4 separate regions of the Zea mays genome follow, and regions 2, 3 and 4 are each linked to region 1. A link is a contact called in public Hi-C data. All regions are on one chromosome and are shown on one strand. The core of a region is the stretch at or near the end of the contact, and the rest is flanking DNA. Distances in the headings are between cores, read along the strand shown. Region 1 holds the start of LOC103641007 (Phosphatidylinositol N-acetyglucosaminlytransferase subunit P-related). Region 2 has its middle 62 kb from the start of LOC100285448. Region 3 holds the start of LOC100277623. Region 4 holds the start of LOC542414 (beta glucosidase 1).

What was found. Hi-C and Micro-C count contacts between places; a contact is called where the count stands out from the background.
Region 2: a contact with region 1 is called in a Hi-C map of leaf, with 4 times the contacts expected there. The contact joins the enhancer-like site here to the promoter of LOC103641007 in region 1. A contact is called at or near these places in 2 of 25 Hi-C or Micro-C datasets (leaf and tassel).
Region 3: a Hi-C map of ear shows a contact between it and region 1, with 3 times the contacts expected there. The contact joins the promoter of LOC100277623 here to the promoter of LOC103641007 in region 1. A contact is called at or near these places in 2 of 25 Hi-C or Micro-C datasets (ear and tassel).
Region 4: a Hi-C map of leaf shows a contact between it and region 1, with 6 times the contacts expected there. The contact joins the promoter of LOC542414 here to the promoter of LOC103641007 in region 1. A contact is called at or near these places in 9 of 25 Hi-C or Micro-C datasets (ear, leaf, leaf mesophyll and 2 more).

The regions. Positions count from the first base shown.
Region 1 is chr10:35,083,401-35,087,140 of Zm-B73-REFERENCE-NAM-5.0, reverse strand. LOC103641007 (Phosphatidylinositol N-acetyglucosaminlytransferase subunit P-related) reads left to right here and starts at 1,858. Exons shown (of 5, transcript XM_008664423.3): 1 at 1,858-2,296.
Region 2 is chr10:34,669,181-34,672,920 of Zm-B73-REFERENCE-NAM-5.0, reverse strand. No RefSeq gene overlaps it. Among protein-coding and RNA genes, the nearest start is that of LOC100285448, 62 kb to the right of the region's middle. Within about 2 kb of position 1,735, at least 16 of the 20 cell types and tissues checked have an H3K27ac peak or open chromatin away from gene starts, as enhancers often do. A contact at or near this core is called in leaf and tassel, where this site is marked.
Region 3 is chr10:35,494,878-35,498,617 of Zm-B73-REFERENCE-NAM-5.0, reverse strand. LOC100277623 reads left to right here and starts at 2,168. Exons shown (of 2, transcript NM_001398266.1): 1 at 2,168-2,765; 2 at 2,992-3,614. The coding sequence starts at 2,249. The coding sequence ends at 3,071.
Region 4 is chr10:34,809,509-34,813,248 of Zm-B73-REFERENCE-NAM-5.0, reverse strand. LOC542414 (beta glucosidase 1) reads right to left here and starts at 1,859. Exons shown (of 12, transcript NM_001371627.1): 1 at 1,530-1,859; 2 at 1,229-1,298; 3 at 1,038-1,096; 4 at 268-343; 5 at 40-117. The coding sequence starts at 1,805.

The sequences.
Region 1 (3,740 bases), core at 609-3,108:
CCTATATTTGCTTTGGTTTGTGTTGGCATCAATCACCAAAAAGGGGGAGATTGAAAGGGAATTAGGCTTACACCTTTTTCCTAATTGATTTTGGTGGTTGAATTGCCCGACACAAATAATTGGACTAACTAGTTTGCTCTAGATTATAAGTTCTACAGGTGCCAAAGGTTCACAACAAACCAATAAAAAGACCAAAAAGGATTCAAATACAAGAGAGCAAAGTCAACCGAAGTGTGCCCTGGTTTGGCGCACCTGACTGTCCGGTGCACCAGGGACTCCAACTCCGAACTGCTCATCTTCGGGAATTCTGGAGGCCGCTCCGCTATAATTCACCGGACTGTCCGGTGGAGCACCGGACTGTCCGGTGTGCTAGCGGAGCAACGGCTACTTCACGCCAACGGTCGTTTGCAGAAGGCATTAAATGCGCTACAGTGCGCGCCAGAGTCAGAGCAGAGCCAGATGGCGCACCGGACAGTGAACAGTGCCTGTCCGGTGCACCACCGGACTGTCCGGTGGCCCAGAAGACATAAGCTCCAACGGTCGGAATCCAACGGTTTGGTGACGTGGCAGGCGCACCGGACTGTCCGGTGCGCCATGCGACAGCAACCTTCACCAAACGACTAGTTTGGTGGTTGGGGCTATAAATACCCAACCACCCACCATTCATTGCATCCAAGTTTTCCAACTTCCCACACCTTACAAGAGCTATAGCATTCAATACAAGACACACCAAAGAGATCAAAGTCTCTCCCAAGTTCTTAGTTCATTCCAAATCAAATAGTGACTTGTGAGAGAGTGACTTGTGTTCATTTGAGCTCTTGCGCTTGGATTACTTCTTTCTCTCATTCTTTCTTGTGATCAACTCAATTGTAACCAAGGCAAGAGACACCAATTGTGTGGTGGTCCTTGCGGGGACTTTGTGTCCCGTTTGATTGAGAAGAGAAGCTCACTCGGTCTAAGTGACCGTTTGAGAGAGGGAAAGGGTTGAAAGAGACCCGGTCTTTGTGACCACCTCAACGGGGAGTAGGTTTGCAAGAATCGGACCTCGGTAAAACAAATCCTTGTGTCTCACTCTTTGTTTGCTTGCGATTTGTTTTCACCCTCTCTCTCGGACTCGTTCATATTTCTAACGCTGACCCGGCTTGTAGTTGTGCTTAAGTTTATAAATTTCAGATTCACCCTATTCACCCCCCTCTAGGCGACTTTCAGAGATCCATGTGGGCACTACCACAGGGTGCTCGTCCCTTATGTTCTTGGCTCTTACATACATTAGGTCGTTTCTGATACCACATTGGCGCAATGAACTCCAGGGTGTTTGAGTTTGCTAAATTGGATGGAGCAGCAATGATTTGTCACGCTAACAATAAAAGGAAAAGTTATTTATTAGTTTTAAATGTTAGTAATTGCTACAAAGTACCATAATTTGTATAGAGCGCATCCAGTTTTTATTAATGCCTGACTTTAGCAACCACTCCATATTTTGATCTATCTTTTTTAATAAGTTTGAGTTCATGGGACTTATTTTAAAAACTTGAGCTCACAAACTTCCTCTTATTTGGTCTCTGTTTGGTGGAATTATGTCATTCTATAATCTCTGTTCGTTTAGTCGATCATTGTGAACTATCTTCTAATCGCTCCCTTCATTGGCTGTATTATACCAAGCCATATTGGATGGAGTAAATAACAATATCATTTAGTAAAATAAAAAACATTATATGGAGAGTTGAGATAATTAATAAAAATTTTTTAGATCTTTTTATTAGATAGTTTATATGGATATTGTTGTGAGCCGTTACAATGCACGGAAAACTAACCAGTAGAGTATAGAGATAAAGATAGAAAATAGTAGAGTAGAGATGGCTGGCCCAATGGGCCCATTTACCATGCGTTGAGCATTGACCCTATTCTCCTCTCACTACGCTAGATCACGATCACCCTGACTTCTACCGTCTCCCGTCCGCCCGTCGCAGAGTCACGGACGATGCGCCGCAGCCCGCCGTCCTGCCGAGGCACCGACGGTTGCCGCCTACCCCAGCACGGCTGCACTTCGATCCGGTCTTGCTCGTGCTTCGTGCTGTCTTAGCGGTCGATCGTCGCCATCTCCCCTCGGTGCTTGGCCGTCCAGCGGGAACGGCGCAGCCGCGCAGGCGCAACGGGTGCTCGCCTTTCGACAAGGGCGCCCCCCGCGCCAGCCCAAGCGCCAGCACCAGCGAGGCCGGGGCGGAGCACAGGAGCCCGCCGCTGGCCTGCTGCTCAAGCCCCAGGGGCGGCGGATCTACAGCCGGCGCCGAGGGAGGTAACGATATCAAATTTCCCATTTCCGCTTTGTAATTTCCCCTTTTTACTAAACATCTCTAGTTTGAACTATATATACCTTTTATTTGTGCTACTGTAACTCTTCGTATCTTTCAACCGAAGTATTTTCTTTGCATTGTAAATACCCAACATTGAAATCCTGGATCCGCCACTGCCATCATACCCCTATCCAGTGCTTCATGGACTTAGTGTTGTCAACTTGGCATCAGCTTAATTTCTTCCAGCATGGTTGTTAGATTGGTCAAATTGTCCTGGATCACAAACTGTGTACCATCTGAAGATCTACCAGACTATATTGACTATTACTCATAATGCTTGGTTTCCTAGCCAACCATCCATTCAGTAGAGCGTTTTGCTTGAGGGAGGAGTTGTCAGGTTGGAGTTCTTGAGCATGTCCTTGCCATCATTCTCAGCTCATTAACCTAGATATGAATTCAAATGGTTGGGGAGAATGAAGAGGATTTATTGATTTGTTTCGATGGTATGTGGGATTGGGATATTTTGTTTTTCTGGTGATACTGATGCACTTGGGAGATAAAGATGTCTTTATCTGAAAATATCGAAGCCTATCCCCGTTCTTATGCATCAAATTAGCAATGCTCCGCCACAACAAGCAAATTTGAATTAGGTGGCTGTGGATTTGCTTGTGCTGCTTACCATCAATGCGACAATTGTGCTGTTTGTGACCTGCAGTGTTCTTTTTGGGGTCTGACCACTGTAACAAGCTATGATATTGTCCCACAGATATTTTCTGAATCATGAACCAAATTATAGCCGCAGGACTAATGTCTGAGTTTTATCACAGTCTAATAACTAACCTTTAGAATTAAGTTATGTTGTATCAAAAATGACATATTAACAAGGTTATTAAAACGACGAAACGTTGAAACGCTCATGGGTGAGTTTTAACTTTTAAATGGTTTAAACAAAGTTTAAACGTAGTTTTAAACAACATAGGGAAATTTCAATATATCATAATTTCATGCAATTATATCAAGCCAAATACCAAACAACCAACATAAGTTCTCATGTGATTCAACTTCATCAAAGTATTGTCCCTTTGGTCTATCCCTTTTTCCTTCATCCAAAGCCTCCTTTAATTCTCTAGCAATTGCAGTTGTGGTATTGGGACACTTGAGGATATCTTTGTATCCGCCCACAAGATCTTTCTTCACCCTCAGAATTGCTCCTTTAATTTGCCTCGGGCAAAGGGCGCATTGGATCAACTCTCGCTTGCCAGGCTCTACATAATAGGCATACTTCCAGCCTAGATCATCAGATTTGGGTTTCCTTTTTGGATCTTTCAGTGGATCATATCCATCACTTCGTATTTGAGAGCCAGCTGCAGATGCTTCCGTGCTAAAACCAGCCATTTCTCCTCCAATCTATTCTGCAATAATGGAATGCATATGTTCAGATGACAG
Region 2 (3,740 bases), core at 486-2,985, 410 kb after region 1:
AGACTCCTCAATTCATGGGTTTCTACACACCTAAGGGCATGTACAACCCTTAGACTGCACAATGGTTTTCTAAGTACAAGAGATATCAAAGAAACTATATGGTACAACTCTGAGCCTCTGAATAATAAATACAGTTAAGAGACAATGCGCATGTTGAATCGTGTAGAGATGAGCTCTTTGCGAAGAGCCCGCCTCTTATTTTTTCAGTTAACCTTCTATAGACCCCTCAAGATACCCCTATTAAATGGGGTTATACATGCCCTAATATCTGGGTGCTAGCAATAACATGACCATGTTAGCTGGTAATAAACCTCAAGAGCAACGGTACAACTAGTGCACCTTAATTTAGACTCGTGCTGTGCCACTTAGGATACCTATGAAGACTTGGTAAAACAAGGCAAATATAATTATGATAAACTAATGAATGTGATTCAGGCTAATATATTGATTAGTATATCCTGCCAAGTGTCTACGCTCGCACACCTTGGGCTTGACGATCCACAGAGAAGAAGGTACTTTCTAGATCTTATCCTATACACACTATCACACTGCGTGGCCACCAATGTCACGTACGCGCACTGTTGATTCTCTCAAAACCGACAGTAAATTTATTCGCTAGTTTTAGAACTCCATTTTTTTCAGGATTTCTATTTTCTCAAGAGAAAATAAACTATATTTTTCTAAAAATGATTTTTTTTTGGAAAAATAGAGTTCCAAACTGGCCCTAAGTTTGCAATAAAAAAGGATATCAGTTGTTTGTAACATAAACCGGTGGTGACACTATGTTTGTATTTAAAGCATATTGTGATACTATTATCTATTTTGGTCAATTATGTTACTACAATTTAATCTAAAAAATAGTAAAATCGATTCTGTGTTCATATTGATTTTGAACGATTTTTACCAGAACTATCACTAAAAAACAAGCTGAAAAACTAGACGTTTGACAGTCCGCAGCAGCTTCTATCGGCCAGATGTTATTGCAAAAAAGCAGAATTAAACACCACCTAAGTTCAGAGAGAAACTAGAGTATTATTGGTCAATATATCACGCAGTACATCCGAGCTTAAGAAGGGTGCAAATGAAAATGGATGTTGTGAATGCAACGTGAGTTAATTGTTATGTAGACATAGGGTGTCGAGAAACGTGAGCGACTCTAGCATAAAGGTGTCACCCTTGGCTAGCTCGTGTGCATATGCATATGTATGGGAGGGTATCTAGCAAATTAAATTAGCAGGTGCAAATGAAATTTGATTTTGGCATAGACATGCAAATAAAGGCGAAGCAAGCCATGCAAGCAATCAGCACGAACTTGGGTGCCGTTTGGTTCGTATATTTGTAACGTAATGGGTAACTGATAACATTAAATCATGTTTGTTTTAATCCAACCGTAATCAGATACCACACTAAAAATTGATACCAGTCTATTCAAATTTGTTACCGCCAGTAATCAAGCGTAAACCATTACCGTTACCATTTGCGTTACATCTATTTAACCAAACACCACCCAAAAGCTCTAGGTTTCACGTTGAAATACGTGCTCAGGCTGTGAGGCAAGCCGCAAGCGGCCGGGTTGGAGTCGTCGTTGGACCGTTGGAGCACCACCAGACACATGCTTCTCCAGGCGTTCGGCTTCGGCGTGGACTAGTGGGCTCGGCAGCTGCCTAGAATGCTGTGCACGCCGGCCTGCCAGTGGAGATGGGCGAGGCCCAGCCAGTGGCCCTTGTTACAGGACGCGGCCCAAGGCCATAGTGTGGAGGAGGCCTGGTCGACGTGCCGGCCCATGCGGAGAGTAGCAGGAGTGGTCTAAGAGTAGTAGTACTTGGGGTTGGATTAGGACTGATGGTCTATATAAATAGATAATGGATTTCGTTTTCTCGGACAGAAATTAGAGTTGAGGTAGCCATTGTATTAGATCTATTAACATTAGTCTAGGGTTTTAGAGTTTTGAAGAAAGACTTTTATGGTGCTTTTGAGTAGCAATTTTGTACGCAAATCTTAATAATGAAAGAGTTGATTTTGCAAGATTAGTACATTAACATTATTCTTCTTTCTTTATTGATTATTTGCTTATCTAGTTTTGACTATAAATTGAACATTTGTTTTTAATTGCTACTGGTATTTTGATTTATCTAAATCATTGTTAAGTCATCTATTTATTATCTACAAAGTTTTGGACATTAATATTTTTATTTCTTAATTATGAAAGTATATCTAGATTAATTTTTGTTACTCTTTGGAATAACAATCTTGTTTTATTAATAACTTTCCGATTGATGTGATTTAGTTAGGTATGTTTCATAATTTTATCGAGTTTAATCAGTTAAATTTTCAGATCGATCGGATTATAGATTTTGTTTAGTAACGTTTTTACTAGCATACAAAATATGTTTAGATTTATATAAGTACATTAAATTAGTCTTGTGTTTAAGAGGAGGTGTGAGATATTTATTTTTAAGCTTCTACAATCATTCACCCTCCTTCGAATGCCTATTCTAGCATCATACGATCCCACAAGTGGTATCGAAGTCGTGTTTATTATATAATTAATCTTAATCGTTGATTAGATTAAATAGCTATGGTCCAAATACACAAGGTTAGGTGTATTAGGAAAAGTTACTAATCATTTTCATGTGCCTAATCAAGTTAATGAAGCTAACCAGACGAATGCGAATAACAATAGCAAGGCAACAAACTTGATCATCCAAGGTCTAGGGAGGAGTGACATTGATCGGTTGGTTCATCTCAAGTCAGCATATGAGGTATGAAAAGCACTTTATGATTATCATACAGGTTCCAACTCGATAAAAGAGATGTGTCAATATATGTTTTAAAAAGAATATATATATGTTGGGGGGTCTTCTTCTTTCGAAGGTCCTCAAAACACCAAGATAATAGTTGTTTCCTTGCTTGCTTCTAAAGTGTTTCAAGTACTCATACCAAAAGCACCTTCGGATGAAACTACCATAAACGAAGGTACAAGCTTCGGGATAGTAGCACAGGGCAGAATGACGAAGCTGAGAAAAGTGGAAGGAGGTCCTCGAAAGTTTGTTCGCCAGGATGGTAGGAGAAAAAGACATCATTACCCTCATCATGTTTCATAGTTTGAATGTATTGGCTTGAGGTCATGATTGTAGTTTTACCAAAGATGTACCTCATGCCTATAAATAGAGAAACAATTCCATGCATTTGTATCTCTTCTGGATCGAAGAAAGAGCAAATTGCCCCTGCCTTCGAAGTTGTAATCTTTTCCTTCATCTTGTAAAGCCTCGCAGAGCCTAAGGTATAAATGTAATCTTTATTTTTATACTAAAAAGAGCCAAAGAAAGTAAGAAAAGCTTATAAGGTTGTATGATATGTTTCATGTCTATGCCTAATGTGTTTTACTTACTTTTCTATCTACATTTCCCATATTAATTTTAATTATATATTCATAATTTACTTGACCTTTTTCACAAATAGGATGAGTTTGAAGATGAAGGTAGTCATCGACCTCATTGTGTTGCCTTGTTTTTTATGTTCAAAGGAATAAAAAACGAGTGACCAACATTGGTGCCCATCTCCGGTGAACTCACTTCCACGACCACTAAAACTTCATTCATGCCACCAAAGAAGTTAACAACGACCAACACTGTCCTCACTCCCTTGGACACCAACTAAGGGGAAAAGCGCTTCTCCGAGAAGCACCAAACCAAAAGTGGAAGGCCGGCAGCCCAACACCTCAAGATGACACACTTGAT
Region 3 (3,740 bases), core at 919-3,418, 410 kb before region 1:
AAGAGATTGTAGCTCGTTTGTATTACTTACATTGGGGATATCTAGTGTGGGTCGGAGCGAAGCCGGATCCGTCGCCCGTTGTCGGACGACTTTATTGTTCCTGTCCACCTTGAAGTTGGCTAGGAACTTCGCTCTCGTCTCTTGAATCAGCTGCTCCTTATGCTCCTCGAACTGGAGCTGTTCGTCAGCCGGCAAGGATTCCCAAGTCGGCTCTATAATGTTGCTGAGGGAGACTTCAGAACTATCCCTTGAACCGGCCATTGAGGGTCGATTTGATGGGTCTAGACGTGTTGTCCCAGCGGAGTCGCCAAAAAGTATGTTGACACCCTTTTGGGGCGCCAATCACTCAACACGAACCAGCGGTGGTGCTCTCTGCGCAGGGGTGGATGGTCCGCGGCCAGTGGCCGGACGGTCCGCGGTCTGGCGCGAGGCTAGGGTTTCCTGCCTGACGGCCGGACGGTCCGCACGTGCGCAGGGGCGGCGGAAGGTCGCCGGCGGCGCCTGGATCTCGCTCCCGAGAGGGACCCCGTCGGGGAGGAGAGATCCTATGAGTTGTATAGGCTCGGGCAGGCCGACCTAGACTCCTCTAATCTTCGTAGAGTCGAAGAGAAGCGGAGAATTTGGGGATTGAGAGGCTAAACTAGAACTAGACTAGAACTACTCCTAATTGTACAGGAAATAAATGCGAGATAGAAGTATTATTGATTCGATTCATCATTACAAATCGGTCGTATACCTCTCTATTTATAGAGGAGGGGGCTGGACCCTTTACAAACTAATTTCCGAGCTAATTCGGCGAATCTAGCTAACAACCGTAGCACAAAACTCGGAACCATAATCTGCTATGCGCACGCGCGGACCGTCCGGCCCACAGGTGTGGACCATTCGCCGCTCAATTTAGTGCTCAACACTCATACAATCAAACAAGATCTTAATTAGGGAATCAGTCTCAGGAAATTCAATATTTAGAGGAAAATTCAAATTGATTATATCATAATAATATAAATTAAACAAACAATATTTAAATTATAAGAGACATCTATTTTTGAGTTTAATTTGTTATTTTACAATAGACTATATATTGAGGTTTTAATATAATTTAGTTTGTAAGGGTAGGTACGCCGAGACGGGAATGGAGAATGGTTTCTTATCCTGTTCCGCAAATTTGGCGGGGACTAATTTCTCTATTTTGATCTACGTGAAGACTAAATTACTAGCATCTCCGTCCTTTAATAGGGAAATTCTCGCGGGAACCCCATAGTTATTTCTAGTTGTGATAGATATATAGTTTAGCTCTCGCAAGGCTATCTCCAACAACTTACTCATCCTTATTCCCATATTTAAACTCCACTTTATGAACAGTACAGTCTATGAACAGTATAGTCCATAATACAAAACAATATTTTTAATAACCATATGGGTGAACTGTTGAACACGTTTTAAAGCTATATCGAGCAGCTCTATCACTTTCTCTATGTCACCTGTTAATTTAAACTTCATATTGCAAGTATTGCTATCTACAATATAAAATACTTACTCAGTCCCAAATTATAATTTGTTTTAAACTAAACACACGTTCAATCGATAACTTATGAATGTAGTTTGTATGTATGTCCATGTTTATTATTATTCATTCAAATGTGGACACACAAAAAAAGTTGGTAAAAAGGAACTATATTTTGGACTGGTTTTACACTACCAAAAATGATTATCGTAACAGTATGCACCACGCAATGTTTAGCACTCAAGCTAACGCTAGGTCGTCTAAATGAATCGAGTAATAGCGCAATCAACAACTCGCCAAACAAGCCTACTATATATTGAGGCACACAAAATCACAAGGTTTTGTTGAGTACTCGAGGAGCACGAGCGCGACCATTAATAAGAAAAGAAGAATGAAGAGGCATCCCTTTGTCGATCGCTAGAAACATCCATCATCCATGCATGATGCTTGACGCCTTGATGCATACTACTACTGGTACGTATGACATGATTCCCCACCTGCTCCTCCATGCATGGCACATGTTATGTCCATTCCGTCCATCCATGCACCAAGGCGGGTCCCACATCCCACCACCACCACCATCAGCGAGCCTCCGCACCGCACACTCCCCAGCCTCTATCCGGTCCGGCGGTACAAATAGCCCCCACCCGCCACCCACTCAGCACCATTTCACACCCTCTTGCCTCCCCGTGACTACCTCGCTGTCCCCTCTCAGTGTCCAAGCGACGACACCACGCCGCCGAGATGTGGATCTCAGATTCCGCCTTTGTGGAGCCCTCATCTTCCTCCCCATCCGCCTCTGCCTCCCCGCCGCCGAGCCCGCCACCAGCACGCCTTCTCCGCCAACGCAACCGCCGCCGACGCCGCAGCAGCCGGAAACAGGGCAGTGCCAGCGCCGTCGACGGCGTCGCCGACCCCGAGGCGGAGGACGTGTGGCGTGGGGCGCAGTGGGAGGCGGCGTGGCCGGCGCGGCGGGACTCGAAACCCGTCGTGCTCGCGGGCGGAGACGACGCGGTGGGGCGGTCCAGGAGCCTCACGGACGACGACCTCGAGGAGCTCAAGGGATGCGCCGACCTGGGCTTCGGCTTCAACTACGACGAGATCCCCGAGCTCCGGAGCACCCTGCCGGCGCTCGAGCTGTGCTACTCCATGAGCCAGCGCCTCCAGCTGGACGACGAGAAGCCGCAGCAGCACGAGGCCGCCGCACCAGATGCCGCCACGCCGTCGCCGCCTGTCACCAACTGGAAGATCTCCAGCCCCGGTAAGCAACACATAGCAGATCGCCGCCTGTCTTCCTCCATGACTTGACTTGGGATTCCTTCCTTCCTTGGTCACCGGAGCGGAGAAAACCAACTTGTCTACATCAAGATGGAATCTTTTCCCGTCACGGAACCAACCAAGGACACCACTTGTCGACGATCTGTTCGCTTCTTTGTTTATCGGCATATGTTCTAACGAATGCAGTCCTTTCTTTTTGGATAGCGCAGGTGACAGCCCTGACGAGGTGAAGGCGCGGCTCAAGTACTGGGCGCAGGCGGTGGCGTGCACCGTCCGCCTTTGCAGCTGAACGGCGCCGAACCATGCGCGCCATTCTTCGCCGTCTGGAAGCACACACCATGCCGGTATGCCGGCCGCCACCACACAAGAAACCAGATGACCAGACCTGATCGCGAACACGTTGCTGCTGCTGTAAAGTGATCCAGGTGCAGCGTTTCAGCTGCGACGGCGGGCGTTGGCAGCTGCCATGATTGCAGCTGCAGAGTTTGGTAGTTGTGGTAGCAGCACACATAGGGGCTGAGTAGATGGGTTGGTTGCCCGACCGACATGCTGTGCTCTCTGTTCCAGCTGAGCAACCTGCCTCTGCCTGATGAACCAACCATCCGAGTGTGCAGCAGCCATCTCCAGTGGAAATAAACTATTGTAATTGTACTGCTAGCAGTAGTGATCAAAATAATGCGCAGAGTAATTAGTACTGCAAGCAAATCGGGGAATCATTGTGAATACATAAATCTGTGGATCTCATTACTATACTGTTATCTTAATCATTAGCTGGTGTACCTGCTACCTACTGCAGCTGTTTGGTAATAATGGTGCAGATGCTTTCCTTCTCTCTCGCTTGCAGTTTGGTGGCACCTGGCTGACCAGAACGATAGATTCGGCGAAATAAAATAAAATGCAATCATGTGCACCGCAGCCATTAAGATTTTTATATGCATTTCCTACCCCATTCCAAAAG
Region 4 (3,740 bases), core at 610-3,109, 270 kb after region 1:
AGGCTGCTAAACGAGCCTGATAGAGAAATGGGGTTTTACCGTTTTCCAGCAACAAGTTGATGAGGTTTCTGTAGTACTTGATGCCATCCGGGTTAATACCTCCTTCTTTGGTTCCCTCTGAAAGTCGTTATGTTGAAATTAGCATTGTAACGCGATCCGAAAACTCTGAATGCATTTTAGTTGTACAGATCATTTTTACTGTTCGTCCGTTTCTAACTTTTTTACCATATGAGACATATTTGATTATTTTACTATATATATACTTACTCGGCAGTATTCTGGGCCAAGAGATAGAGAACCTATATGCGTCCATGCCCATTTCCTTGAGCAATCTGACGTCCGTCTGCACATTTAAAAATGCTGATATCAAAAATGGTAGCAATAATATATATTCGCAGACATTTTTAGTTAGAAGTGCGTATACATCAACAGTTATTTTGCTCGAAAAGGATCTCCACGATACGAAATATATTCTTCTATAACCATTTTTACATGTTTAAGAGAGTTAACTGCAAACAAACATTATGTCAGCTGGTTACCCAAAATTTCATCCTATTTCACACAAGAAAAGGACAACCTTTCCAACCGAGATCCAAAATTTTAGCTTAGAATAATAAGCAGAAAATATTTCCTGCGCAAGGAAATAGTTCATGTCCGACCTAATATTAATTTGAAAACTGTGGACTCCTTTGTTTTTTTTTCAGGTTTGTAATAGACTAATAACATAATATTTAAAACTTCCATAAGAAATATTATATGTTATATTGTTCTATAATCATTTTTACATCTTGGATGTTGTCAATGATGATTAGCTTCATGTTGGAGAGCTCCATGGCGGTCCAACAACAGGCCAAATTACAGATCATGAGCTCCATGGGCAAAGAAATTTTTCCCGCGGCGGGGCTGCTGCCTGTTTCGGATCCAGGCGGCCGAATATTTGGGTAAAAGAAAAATGGGATCTGAAACTGCCCGAAACTCATATTGCAAAATTAAAGGTGTCTCCGCTCCGAATTCCTACGGGCCGGGAGTGGACTTACTTTGTACATATGGTACGAATTCGCTCCAATGTCTGAATTGCTCCCGTCCAGTATCCTTTCTATTGATATGCACATGAAAGAGGCATAAAAAAATAAGGAAATAAACAAGGATATAACGTATGATGTTATTAATTATGAACAAACAAAAACAAGCTAATTAATCAAAGCTGGGGTATATATATGAACCTTACCCGGATGATTGTGGCAGAAGTGATCCCAGTTGCTTTCCCCCTTTCCATCTTCATTCCAAGCACCTTCAATCTACCAAGATATATCATTTCACTTTAGCATGTATCAAACAATTAATTAATTAGCTAGAATACAATACGTTTCGCGCGCGTGCGCACACACACATATATCAACTCCTTTTTGGTTTAGGTATATATATAAATCAGCTGCCATTATGTAACAGTGAACTACAGTAGTTTCTTTTCATATATGTATATATCTAACAGAGACGTAATAAACAACATTCGCGCTAGAAAATTATACTTGGTACGCTGAAGTGGCGGCACCGAAGGTGAAGTCAGAGGGGAACCAGTCCCTTTGTGGGATTTCCGAGGGGCTCAACATTTGGACTCCATTTTGGCTGCCTACTCTTGCAGATCGTGTAGTAAAGCTAAGGTTACACCTTCGCTTGCTGCTCTGTGGAGAAGAAGACGGCAGGTGGTGCCGTGAGAAACTCTCATTGTTGGGTCCTACTAGGTGGCTCCTAAGGCCAGGATGGGCTGCAGCGTGGTTCATGGCAGCAGCGAGAAGCGGAGCCATTTTCCCCCCCTTTGCTAGCTAGCTAGAACTAGAGCTTTGAGCTGCTTGTGAAGTGTGTAGACCAAGTGGAGCTGATGCATCTATTTATAGACGAGCTGGCTAGCTAGGATTGCTAAATGGTTGCCCAATAGTTTATCACTCCATGTCTCTGATACACGTACGTAAGTCGCCAAAGATGCTTCCTGGAAACTTATTATATCTCATATATAAATAATGTGTGAATCATTTTTTTAAAGATAATGTAAGATACAGATGTGATGTGTTATGAACTAATTAAGTAAATGCAAGTGGTGCAAGTGGTGGGCTGGGGCGCTCAGCCCGCCCCGCGTTTGCACGAGCCGCGACAGATAAGGACGCATCGTATGCATGTGGGGCGGCGACGGGTCAGCTCTTCTTCCCACGGTAGAACGAGCCGCGAGAGAGCAATTGCGGACGCATGCAATGATAGTATATTATTATATCACTGTTAAGAAAACGATACATAGATGTACCACGTTTAATTTCTTCCCAGCGGCGTTAAAATTAAAAAGAACGGCTACCACCTTTACAAATATAGTCAACGGATCCAATGACTACCTAACACCGTTCACATACACGGACTAGCTAGCTAGAGTTGGACGTCTTTAAAAAAATCATCTCCACAGATACGGCCAAGAACAACTGCGCCTTAAAAATAGGCAATTGATCAATAGAAAAGATTAGGATGGAGGTAGCCGTGTTATTCAGGGATAAACTTAGTGTTAATGTGTCGAGCATGGGACAATCCTATGGAAAGGATTATGACTATACCGATTTGACACCGCGCCATATCCATAATGACTAAAATATCGGATTTCTTCATTTTTTTTGTCAACGTGGTAAAACACTACCGGAATTGCAGGCTTTGCCGAATGCCGGCAGCTTTGCCGAGTGCCTTTTGTCGGGCACTCGGCAAAGGCGACTTTGCCGAGAGCCACTCGGTAAACTCCTGCTCTCGGTAACGAGCTGGTTTACCGAGTGCAGGACACTCGGCACAGGAGAACTCTCGGCAAAGATCTCTTTGCCGAGTGTCAAACACTCGACAACGGTGGCGCTCGACAAAGGATCGTCAGCGGCCGTCCTAAAGCTAACGGTCGTCAGCCTTTGCCGAGGGCCGATGGTTGGCACTCGGCAAAGAACTCTTTGCCGAGTGTCTTCCTTGGACACTCGGCAAAGCATATTTTTATTTTTTAGATTTTGTCTCCCAAACTTTTTGTGGTATATTCCTGCACTATGTAAACCTACATGTATCATTTGTGGACAATTATAACAGAGTTTTCAATCGTTAGTAGATTTAATTCGTTTATTTGAATTTCTCCGGAAAATCCAGATTTGAACTGCAGGTCACTCGAAACTTGAAAAACCGTTCATGCAAAAATGATATTCATGTTACTTAGCATAAGTTACGACCGATTTCAGGAGCGGACCAGAAACTTCGAGCAACATGCTCACTAAACATGGCCGTGAACTTGCCATCTACATGTTTAAAAATTATATAAAATACAAACAAAGTCAGAAAATCATGAAACTTGTCCACGTGTCATGATATCATATGTACAGGCTGTAATAAAAATTTTGAAAATGTTTCGAGAAAGCTGTGATAAAATTTGAAAATCATGAAACTTGTCCACTTATCCACATGTCATGATATCATATGTACTCGAAATTTGAAAATGATCACTAAACATGGCCGTGAGCTTGAGAAGATATTTCCACCTGGCTTCTTCAATCCAATGCAGCATTTGATTCTTCATCTCCCCTATGAGGCACGAATGGGGGGCCAGTGCAGGGACGTTGGTGCTATCCAATCGAGAGATGTCTAAATACTATTCGAAAGAAATGTAGAAATAAATGCAAAATTGAGGCTTCCATTGCAGAGGCATACATTCTAGAGGAGGTCTCAAACTTCACAACAAC